Regions from separate parts of the Mus musculus genome. Here regions 2 and 3 are each linked to region 1. A link is a contact called in public HiChIP or PLAC-seq and promoter capture Hi-C data. All regions are on one chromosome and are shown on one strand. Each heading gives the region's core, a stretch centred on a gene start, on an enhancer-like site or on the middle of the called end of the contact. The rest is flanking DNA. Distances are from core to core; before and after follow the strand shown.

Evidence for each region. Promoter capture Hi-C pulls out the DNA fragments that hold promoters and counts their contacts. HiChIP or PLAC-seq counts read pairs in DNA pulled down with a chosen protein or histone mark.
Region 2: a promoter capture Hi-C map of stem cell-derived epiblast-like cells shows a contact between it and region 1, with 4 times the contacts expected there. The contact joins the promoter of A730094K22Rik here to the promoter of Tbc1d2b in region 1. A contact is called at or near these places in 3 of 39 promoter capture datasets (cranial neural crest, hippocampal neurons and stem cell-derived epiblast-like cells) and 3 of 115 datasets of contacts at active chromatin or transcription factors (astrocytes, embryonic midbrain and forebrain).
Region 3: an H3K4me3 HiChIP or PLAC-seq map of neural tube shows a contact between it and region 1, with 5 times the contacts expected there. The contact joins the enhancer-like site here to the promoter of Tbc1d2b in region 1. A contact is called at or near these places in 4 of 39 promoter capture datasets (cranial neural crest, embryonic stem cells, hippocampal neurons and 1 more), 5 of 115 datasets of contacts at active chromatin or transcription factors (embryonic forebrain, embryonic hindbrain, embryonic stem cells and 2 more) and 1 of 9 other capture datasets (embryonic stem cells).

What each region holds. Positions count from the first base shown.
Region 1 is chr9:90,269,049-90,272,389 of GRCm38.p6, forward strand. Tbc1d2b (TBC1 domain family, member 2B) reads right to left here and starts at 1,721. Exons shown (of 13, transcript NM_194334.2): 1 at 1,304-1,721. The coding sequence starts at 1,663.
Region 2 is chr9:91,349,232-91,352,657 of GRCm38.p6, forward strand. A730094K22Rik (a long non-coding RNA gene) reads right to left here and starts at 1,997. Exons shown (of 2, transcript XR_379700.3): 1 at 1,553-1,997. All of the region lies in intron 1 of Gm40546 (a long non-coding RNA gene), which reads right to left. Gm40545 (a long non-coding RNA gene) reads left to right here and starts at 1,935. Exons shown (of 2, transcript XR_870994.1): 1 at 1,935-2,020; 2 at 2,632-3,258.
Region 3 is chr9:91,380,041-91,383,507 of GRCm38.p6, forward strand. The region is part of intron 1 of Zic4 (zinc finger protein of the cerebellum 4); the gene reads left to right. Among named protein-coding and RNA genes, the nearest start is that of Zic4, 3.8 kb to the left of the region's middle. Within about 2 kb of position 1,626, at least 77 of the 459 cell types and tissues checked have an H3K27ac peak or open chromatin away from gene starts, as enhancers often do. A contact at or near this core is called in embryonic forebrain and stem cell-derived neural progenitor cells, where this site is marked.

The DNA.
Region 1 (3,341 bases), core at 471-2,970:
TTTTCTTTTTTTCACAGGCAATTCCACCGGAAATTCACCAGGGTCCACATGTACACAGAGGGCAAGCATCTGCCTCTGACAAAGCTCCCTGTGGACGCTCTGGGAGCCAGTCCCAAGTTTACACAGACACTGAGTTACCTCAAGTTGAACTGCAGGCCTGCTTGGCTTCCTTTAGAGAAACATTTTATGCATCTGCTAGTGGGGGGGAACATCACAGCATCCCCCCCCCCTCCACCCCTGTTCCCCCAGTCAGACTCTGCTGAGTCGACAAAGCTCTGAGAAAGGGCTTCAGGGAACAGCTCCAGCTGCTGCACGGTCTGCAGAGCTCAGGAACAGTTGCATGCTCACAAGGCCACTCTCCACTTGGCCAGCTTTGAGAGGGCTGCTGCTTCAAGCCCAGCCCTGTGGCTCTGGAGAAAGCCCAGCTTGCAAGACGGAAGAGAAGCCAGAAAAAGGAGGGTGGAGACTCAGGGAACCAAGCGGGGAGCAAGGCCCAGAGTGAGAGGCAGCCCAGCCCTAGGCCAGGGGTCCAGGCCCTTGGGTGCTCCAAACAGGACCATTCCTAGGAGATGTCAAGGTCCTGGCCTTTAGAACTCTCAGCAACAGGGAAATGCTGCCCCGGGACTGGTGACCATTGCCAAGCCTCCAATACTCAAATCTCTCTGGGGAAGCCTAAGGAAGCCTCCCATAAGCTGAAGCAACCCCTCCCACCTTTTCCAAGAAGCAAGAGTGGGCACTGCTGGAGTACCCCGACCTCTCTAGAGGGGGCTGTGGCAAATTAGTTCCCGGGGCCCTGGTATCACTTGCCTCTGGCTATAGCACTCAATGTACCATATTTACTAAACACTTGAGAGTGGAAACCACTTAATCCCAATACTGTTGTCCCCACTTTACAGAGCAGGCAGCTGAAGCACAGAGGGGTCTTTCAGAGGACCCAAGGTCACAGGAGGAGTTATAAATTAGGCAGGGATGGAGGGTGGAAGCCTGCAACTGTGGGAGGGTCTCCCACAGCATCCAAGGAATGGTGAGCGTGGACACAGGAGGGAAGCGAGGAAAGGCGTATCGGGAGATAATGGGTCAAAGTGTCAAAAGATTAGCTGTGTAACCCCCAACCCTGACTCAGCCTCATAGTCCAAGCACAGGTAAAGGGCAAAAAAAGATAAGAATGAGGAAGGAATCAGAGTAGGCAGTGGCAAAGAGAGGCTTGGGCAGGACAGGAGGAGGCCTTTGGGACAAGGAAGGAAGGTGGAGGGGGAAATCTGCTGACGGGACACGAGTGGGCACCGGGGCGCGATCGTCCCACCTTGAGCACGGTGACTGCACCGGCGCTGTGCACCTGGAAGTGTGTGGGCGGATCTGCTCCGGGCTCCGCAGCCTCATCGCGGCCCTGGTAGCTGAAGCAGGCGTCGGCGATGTCCAGGTGGCCGAGCGGCAGAGCGTCCTGGGGACTCTTGAAGTAGTAGAGGTAGCAGCGGCGCGAGTCAAACACGAACCAGCGGCTGCGGTAGCCGCGCAACGGGCCCTTGCCCGACAGCTTCTGCAGGTAGCCGCACAGCCGCGAGGGCTCCCGTCCCGCCACCGCCCCAGCCTCCGAGCCTGTTCCCGGTACCGCTCCCTCACCACCACTGCAGCTCTCCTCCACGCCGTCCCCGGCCCCCGGCATGGCCTGCCGCCGGCGCCCGCGCCCGCGCTCCCGCCCCGCGCTCCTCCGGGCCGCCGCCGCAGCGCCCACCTCCCCGCGCCGCGCCCTCCGCAGGGCCGTGGCGCGCTGAGCAGCCTGGGACTTGTAGTCCCGCCCCCGCCGCGCCCCCGCAGCGTGGGTAGCCTGGGTTCTTTAGCGATCCAGGCTAGCTCCACCCGTCCTCTACTAGTTGTTTTTTTGGGCATTCAAGGTCCGCCCTATCCCGGGAGAAAAAGTTCTGTTTCTTTATGCGAGCGTGGATTCCACGAGTGGGTTTCTAAAAAAAAACTAAGGAAAGTCTACTTAACACTGCCCTGAACTCCGAATAAGCTTTGATTTTAAAATCCGTGTCCAGCCAGTCATAGGCTCATACTACGAAAATGAGAGCGCCTGTTGCCTGGTACAGAGTGGGTGTTCGGTAAATATTTGTAGAGTTTGTGAATGGAAGCCAAAGTATGTACTGCCTCTCTACATCCTGGTTTGTTCACTGAATGAAAAAAAATTTATGGAGGGCGTTCTGTGTAGGATTCACACACTGGAGACTTGGCAGTGACTTCCTAGCCTCATGGAGATTATATTCTAATAAAGCACAACAATAATTCACACATTTTAAAAGGCAAACAAATAGAAGTTGTTTTGCTGCACAAATGCCCTTATGACCTGGAAATAAGGATGGTTGCTTAAAATACCACTGTGCTGGTAGTGTTTTGTTGTCTTGACCCAAGCTATAGTCCTTTGGGAAAAAGGAATTTTAATTGGGGGGGGGGGGAAGCTGGCAAGTCTGGGAGGCATTTTCTTGATTGATGATTGATGTGGGAGGGTCCAGCCCACTGTGGACCGTGCCACCCCTGAGCAGGTGGTCCTGGATGAAGTAAGAAAGCAGGCTGGGGAAACAGTGACGGGCGAGTCATAAGAGGGCAAGCTGTGTGGAGCAGTCCTCCATAGTTCCTGCTTCCAGGTTCCTGCCTTTTGGTCATGGTTCTTTATTACAGCAATAGAGACCCTAACTATAAGACATCACTTGCCAGTGATTACTTGAGGGTGTCGGGAATGTAGGACTGAGACAAGCTCTCTCCACATAGCCTGGGCTGGCACTGAGCCTTGGATATCTTCCTGCCTCCACCTCCCAAGTGGTAGGATTACAGGAATGTGCTAGCCCCACCCAGCTTCCTAGTACTTCCTGTATCAACTTATTTGAACCCTCAGAACAACCTCACAAGGTGTTTTTAAGTGCTTAACAAAACAAAACATAGTAAAAGGATGGAGTTTGTAAAGGAAGATGAAGGTAAGCTACTTTTGTAGGTTGGTCAGAGGAGGCAGATCTTAAGAAGTGAGCAGAGACCTACGTCAGATGGGAGGGGGAACGGTAACTAGAGACTGAGGAGGGGAACAGCATTCCAGGCGAAGGAAGGATGAGTACAAAGCTCACCTTTCCCAAAGAGAAGTAGACATTCTAGTTATATTTGTGAGGACATATCAAATATACCACTAGAAGAGGGTGCATGATCCCATAGAGCTGGAGTTACAGATAATGGTGAGCTACCACGTGGGTTCTGAAAACCAAATCCAAGACCTCTTCAAGAGGGACTAGTGCTTCTAGCTGCAGAGCCATCTCTCCAACCCTATGCACCCCCTCTTGCTTATTTTAAATTCGTGCATG
Region 2 (3,426 bases), core at 747-3,246, 1.1 Mb after region 1:
TTCAGCCCTCTGCACTTAAAATAGCAAAGCCCTCTGGAAAGACTTATGGAACATAAAAGAAGTGCATAAAATAGCAACACTGAAGTTACTGAGTGAGTGCTGGTGAACTACTGTCCTCTTCTCCCAACTATTTCCCAATCCTGTTAACATGGCTTTGGAATTTTAATTAAAAGTCTAGATATGAGCTACTTCAAGCTATAAAATTACAAAAAAAAATTACAAAATGATCAGTGAGGGGAAGTAGTTTTGACCTTGAGCCTTTGTTCTGTTACTTTTATTTACCCTAAATAACATTTCTTTCAAACCTTTTTAAACATTTCAAGTACATAATTCAAGACATTGTTTCATTTGAAGCCTGCTTGTAAAACATTGTAGATTTACTTAAGGTGGTCACTTAAACTCTCCAAAATCTCCTTCAAAAATACATAAATCTTATAAATGTTTTGATCTGCTCATTTTATAAAAATAAGCATTGCATATTTCTGTAGATCAATGTATGTGGTTGCCAAATAATTATTGGCTAAGAAACGAATTAATTTCAAATAAAATGTTCAATAAAATTATCAGAATGTTGACAGAAAACAAGTCTACAGTACTGTGAAAGTTTGAAAACAATATTAAAACCCAGACTATTGTCTTTCTCTGTGTTTGAGTCATTTGCCTTGGATGGTACCTTTCTGGGCATTGCTATAACTACAGTGGCTTGGTATTCTGATCCTGTAAGTACTGGATAAATACATTTTACATTTTTAATCGTGAGGATGATCCTGTATTGTCAAGAACCGCTATTTTTCAACAACAAGTAAAGATTTGTCTAAGTTGCCTTTTTATATGCAAGGTTTTCCATTCAGTTATCTAATTTCAAAGAAATTCATTATGACAAACAGTATTCAAATCACTTGGATTTGCAAAGTGCCTTTTTCGTGTGTGTGTGTGTGTGTGTGTGTGTGTGTGTGTGTGTGTGTGTATTTGCATTTTTTCTAATTTCAGTTAGCTGTTTCTTCAGAAAATCATTTCTCTGTCACCTGTGGCACTGCACTGTGAACCGCATGATTTTCTTCCCTCTGCCCACTTCGAGGAACGAACCCAAGAGAGAATAGGCCTCTCCATGAGTGGCCCTGCTGAAAACGCATCGGTACTGGGACTTGAACGGATGGAATGATTGAAGTTGCTGCTTAAACTAATATAATATTCTGTTTTAGATTAGTTACTACAAACGCTTTTACAAAGAAAACCTACTTTGGATGTTACAAATAAAAAGTTCTATTCCTGAAGCCGAAGTGCAAGGCTCTCCTGTTTATCTTGGCTATGTCTCTGGGGGAACGGGAGGACGGCTAGTCATTCTATCGATCAAGCAGAACTGTGTAGGAGCTCCAGCTAAAGCTCTGGCCGAATGGCCAAGAAGCTGGACTCTAGGTGAAGAAGCAGAAAGTCTGAGTTTACAGGGGTGCTGAAGTCCCTGGCGACATTTCTCGAGAAATGGTACCGATGAGTCTTCCACATTTACAAAAACCAATATCCCCTCAAACCAGGTAGAAAGTTTCATACCTACTTGTACGGGAAGGAAAGTGAGAAGTTAAGTTTCGATGCTTTGAAAAACCGAATCTCTTTCTCTTTCCTTTCCTGCTATGTTCCCAAGGGAAAAGGTGGATAGGACCTGCAGCCAGAGCAGTCTGCGCTTTCTTTGCTACGCCCAGTGCGTCCAGTGCGGGAAGGAAAATTAACGAGGCCCCAGCGGGACGGCTGCGGCCAGGCAAGGGTCCTGCGACCATCAGCCTATGACGTCAGCCGCCATTCTGCCTGCGTCAGGTCCCCAGCAGCCCCCACCCACAGGAGAAGGGGGCTGGCTGGTATTGGGAGCCCAGGGCAAAGGCCCCTTTAACCCCTGGAGGGAGGAAGGGAGCTTAGTCTGTGGTTCCCCAGGAAAGTTGAGTTTCCGCTACTCGGGGACTACTGGCTCCCAGACTGCAACCAAGTCTGGAAACACAAAAGTGAGGGTAGTCTCTAAGGCCACAGTGGGGTGAGTAACTTAGAAAACCAAGCCAGAATCCAGGCAACTTGATTCCCTTTCACTCTCACTGGGGCCAGCATTGGTTTGTACTGATTCCAAAAACTAGGGCCGAAAAAGAAAAGAATGTGATGGTGAACTTCAGGCTGGAGTCACGAACTGGAAGATCTGTCCGGGACCCGCCTCTGGGGGAAATAAACTCTGCTTTCTACCTAACTAGCCAGGAGCTACCCTCCCTTCTTCTTTGCCTGCCTAATCTCTATGGTCAGATTTTATGAGACCCAAATGCTGAAAACTTCTTAGGGAGATAGGGAAAAAATGTTTTATCCAAAAGAACTTTGGCCTTCATGGTGCGGAGGACCTAAATGTAGGTTGCCACCGGTCCAAGACTAATGTCTGAATCTACAGAACTGGGACTGAAAGAGACAATCTATCACAGGCCAGCCCTGATAGGATTTCCTAACTCAAGATTTTTGTTTTGTTTTGTTTTGTTTTGTTTTTTAAGAACAGTTTCCCTCCCTGGAGTTCTTGCTTTTAAAGTTTTTGTTTGTTTTTTATTTAGTGATAGTAGTGGCCTTTCTCGTTTAATTTCCTTTTTTTTTTTTTTTCCATTTTCTACCAAGAGGACTGAAAGGAACGGAGGAAGAGACTTCTTGAACAGATGTGAGTCCTAACACTGCTTACTGTAGTTTTCTCCAATAATAAATCCGGCTCTCTAGAACCAGCCCTGCGCTGTTCCAGCAAAATCTGCCTAGGAAAGACAGCGCTCCAGTGTGCGGAGCTGGCTCTGAACTGCTACACTCCCCAGGGCTTCGGCAGTAGAAGCCGGTGATTGGAAGTTTGCAAGCTCAGATTTCCTTGCCTCAACCTACTTCCAACCTGCAGTACTTTGAACTACAGCAAAAGCGAATTTTCCCCCATCGATGGATACCCGCTAGAGAGATCTGTTGAAGGACCGGGGAAGAAAAGTCCTTCCTGGTCTTGCATCCCCTAAGAGAGTTTTGATGAGGCTCTAATGAAAGGAAAGCACCCCTTTTGTCGCAGTAAATACCAGGGAGCCTCCGAACCCACCAAGCCACTGGCCTTCCTGTCCTGCTTGCAACTTCTCCAGCGGCAGGCTCAATCTGTTAGGCACAAGTTTTTGGGGGGATTTCGTGGCCAGTCTTCCCTATCTGGGTTCCAACGTGTCTCAGCATAAGTTGTTGAAGCAAATTAAAGAAAGTGGAACTTTAAAAAGGCTTTTTAAAAAACCTCTGGTCATGTTTTCTCCATGTGTTTCTGGAAGCTTGTATTACCCTCTAGTATCTCCTGAAAATATGTGGTTACACTCTAATATATCGTAAGATAGTCATATCTTATGGGTATCCGTAACTGTGCTCTGTTTCCCCAGCGTTGCCCCATAAGATTTTTCAGCTCGG
Region 3 (3,467 bases), core at 376-2,875, 1.1 Mb after region 1:
GCTCTAGTTAACAGAAAGAAAAGGAGCTCGGTGAAGGAGCCTGGGAGTTGAACTCTTCTGGCCAGAAGCATCTAATTAATACAATTGCAAGAAGAAAGTTTTCACACTTTCAGAACAGCCTGTGAAGTTACATTAATTAGTTTAGCAGCCACCGTTTGACTCTCCTTACTCCCCCCCACACACACACCCCTCCTCGCTTGAAGTTTAAGAAGTCAGCGTCTTCTCCCCTCCCCCATCTTGGAGGCGGGAAATGGGAAGAATGATGCAGAGATCAGAAGAATTCCATCTTGGTACTCTAGTTTTGCAGGCGGTAGCTTCCCTTTCTACAATTCTTGTTAGAACAGCAACCCTTTTCAGAGTCCAAGTCCCCGATAGTTGCAGTACCCGGTAAGAAGCTTGCTAAATCTTCCCACAAACTGCCTTCTCCATGAGGTTTTAGTGGTAGAACACTGGCATAGGCTGAGGCAAGACCAAAGTCCAGTTTGGGCTCTTGTTCTTTATTCCCCTAGCATGTCAGCAAACATCTTGTACGGCTTTCTAAAGCACGTTATGAGCTCTTCCCCCCACTCTCTCTCATCCCTTTGGTCCCCTCTCTTCCCGAGTTATATCCCCAGGGACAGAGGAATAAGTAAGACCAGGATTCCAGACCTCAGACTAGCTGCTCCAGAGGCTGGCTGCCAGCACCGGGAAAGTGGATGCGCAATCCGGGGCTGGAGAAAGAACTCATCTTTAATGACAGGGATTTTGAAGCAAACAAACTTATACTGCTCTTTGCCGGCCCACTGTTTGAAGTCTGTGAAGCAGAAAATGGTTAAATTCTTAGCGTAATCGACCTACATCAGAGAAGCAAAAGTGTGCCTGGCTGGCTCTCAGGTTTGCTTGGACTCAAGGCAGAATTCTGCGCGTTCTTTTCGGCCTCTGTCCTAATTCATTACAGCTTGGGTTTAAAAAAAAATGAAAGAGAGAAAGAAAGAAAGAAAGAAAGAAAGAAAGAAAGAAAGAAAGAAAGAAAGAAAGAAAGAAAGAAAGAAAGAAAGAAAGAAAAGAGAAAGAAACCAAACCATAGAGCCTTCCCTGTTCCGGTGTCTCCCTCAAACCTCCTAAGTAATGGGAAGAAAAGGAGGAGGCAAAACAGCAACAAAATGTTTCTCAAATGGCAATAGAACTCTCTACAAATTATTCATGAAGACAGTTTTCGATTCAACAGGAAAATAATTGCCTTTTCAAATATTAATGGCGTTTCATTTCCTTGAGTCGCGGAAGCGGCGATCAGGAGCAGATTTCTTAGCTGAGATTCTCCCGAATGTGACTTCCAGGCCTGGCTCTGGAGGCAGCGGGTGAAGAAGGTTTCACTCTGTGGCTGTGACAGAGACCGGGGAACAATGGTAGGGCGGCGAGGGGAGACGCGGGCCAGGAGCGCGCGCCCGGTCAACCTCCCAAACTGGCGCGCCTCCCGGAACCCCCGGGGCCCGGGCTCTCCCCACTTTTCCCCCGCAGTCAGTCAGCCCTCGCGGAGGGCGAGGGGGGTGCAGGCCCGGCTCCCGGGCCGCTCTGGGGCGGAGTCAGGGCGAAAACAGATCCAGCCACAAGTGCCAGAAAATGGCGCTGGCCTAGAGGCCCCCGCAGGCCGGCGAACTTGGCGCCCGCGCTGACCGAGGCTCTGCTCGCTCTGAAGCCCGGGCCGAGGACCAGGACCGGGGCCAAGGCCCCAAGCCGGGGTCGGGAGGCTCGCGGCCTAGGCCTCCAGCCTGGCCTCCCTCGGGTCGTTCCGCGGGACCCAGGCCCGGCCCCGCGCCGCAGGGTCCACCCTCCCACCTAGAGCGTCTCTCGGGGGAGATGGGGGAGGGGAAGGGGAAGGGGTGGCGGGGTGGCGGGGCGGCGGGGGTGGGAGGGTCGTGGCGCTCGGAGCCCAGGGCGCCTCCTGCAGCAGGGCTACGCTAAGGCCCGCCTGCACCCGGCCTCCCAGGGGCCTGCTCACTCCCCGGTACTGATGCGTCTAGGCTCGGTACCTGTTCTTTTTTCTTCCCCGTTTCTCGTCTGGAGCGAAATACTCGTCTAGTTTACGCGACGAGACATTGGAATGGGATATGTGGCAGCAGAATCCCCCCCCCCCCAACTCCGTGAGGGAATTCTATCTTCAAAGTCTAACCTCAAACTCTATCCCTCAACCCACAAAAACCTTCATTTGTAGGTTGCAATTGATTTTTTTTTACAAGTTATTTTATGAAGAAAAAAAATAAAATAAAAAGAGGGAGGAGAGAGAAAAGTTTGGGTTTTCCAAACGCTGGTGGAGTCAAAGGAGAGAGATCTGGGGACAAATAGGGACACTGATTTGTTCATTATACATCTCCAATGTTTCGTAAGACTGTGCCTTGTCCTGTGAAAATGGCAGCGGGCAACATCTTCCAGAGGACCCTAGTGTACCAGCTCTACTACCGCGAGGGTGAGCACCATCAGTGGGCAGTGTGAGGGAGACGGGTTCGCCTGATTTTTTGCCTAAGCCAAAGGCAGGTTACATGCAAACCTCTATTTAAATCTGAGCGCCAGTGCCACGGCGGAATGGAGACTGTTGATTATATCAGGGAGTCTTCCCTGCAAACCGGGAAAGAAGCGATCACAAAGCCAACAGAGGCTCATCTTGTGTTCAGTCTTATGCTAGAGAAGTTTTAGCACCCCTGATCACCCCCAGGACCTTCAGTTGCTAAGATCACAGACACCTCTCCCTTTCCTTTTCGAAACAACCTCAGCTGAGCCAGAGATTTAGGGTTCTGGCTTCTGGGAGGGTCTGTGGTGGGAGTGGGGGTCATTTTCTCTTCCATAGAGCAGCAAATTCAAGCAGCAAGAAACTCCTGGACCGAGCCTTCCTCCAACCAATATTCCCAGCTTTGTGTGCGTTCTGGCCTTCCTGAATTTTGCCTAGACCTGCGGTATACCCGGTGGGCCTGGCCTGCTCCTAGCAGCCACTCACCCGAAGCTTGCCACAGTCAGGGCCGTGATTTCAACAGATTTAAGATCCCTCCTGGCCTGAACCGATTTTCATTTTCATCTATCAGCCTCTGGGCTCCTCTGGCCTGCGAGGTGGAACAGGCGGGCGGGTAATTGTCTGGGGAGGATCATAGACCTGGAATTGTCAGTTTGGACTGAGAGGGTCCCCTCTACACTCGATAAGGTCTCCGCGACACTGCTGGATCCGTATATTAAATAAATATTAATATTAAATAAATATTAAAATCGGCGAACACTATCTCGAGGAATTTCGGATAGACTAGGCAAGATTTGAAGAATGTTGGAGCATATTTGCCTTCAATGGGTAAAGTGGAAAGGAGAGGGGACTCTATTTTCTGGAAAATAACCTTTGGGGTGAATCGTTGCTCAGAACGTTTCTCACACTGCGCACACGCATGTGCATCCGCCGCTGTTCATCCTTTCAAATCCTTCCGTTGTTTGGCACTTGAACAAAACCTACT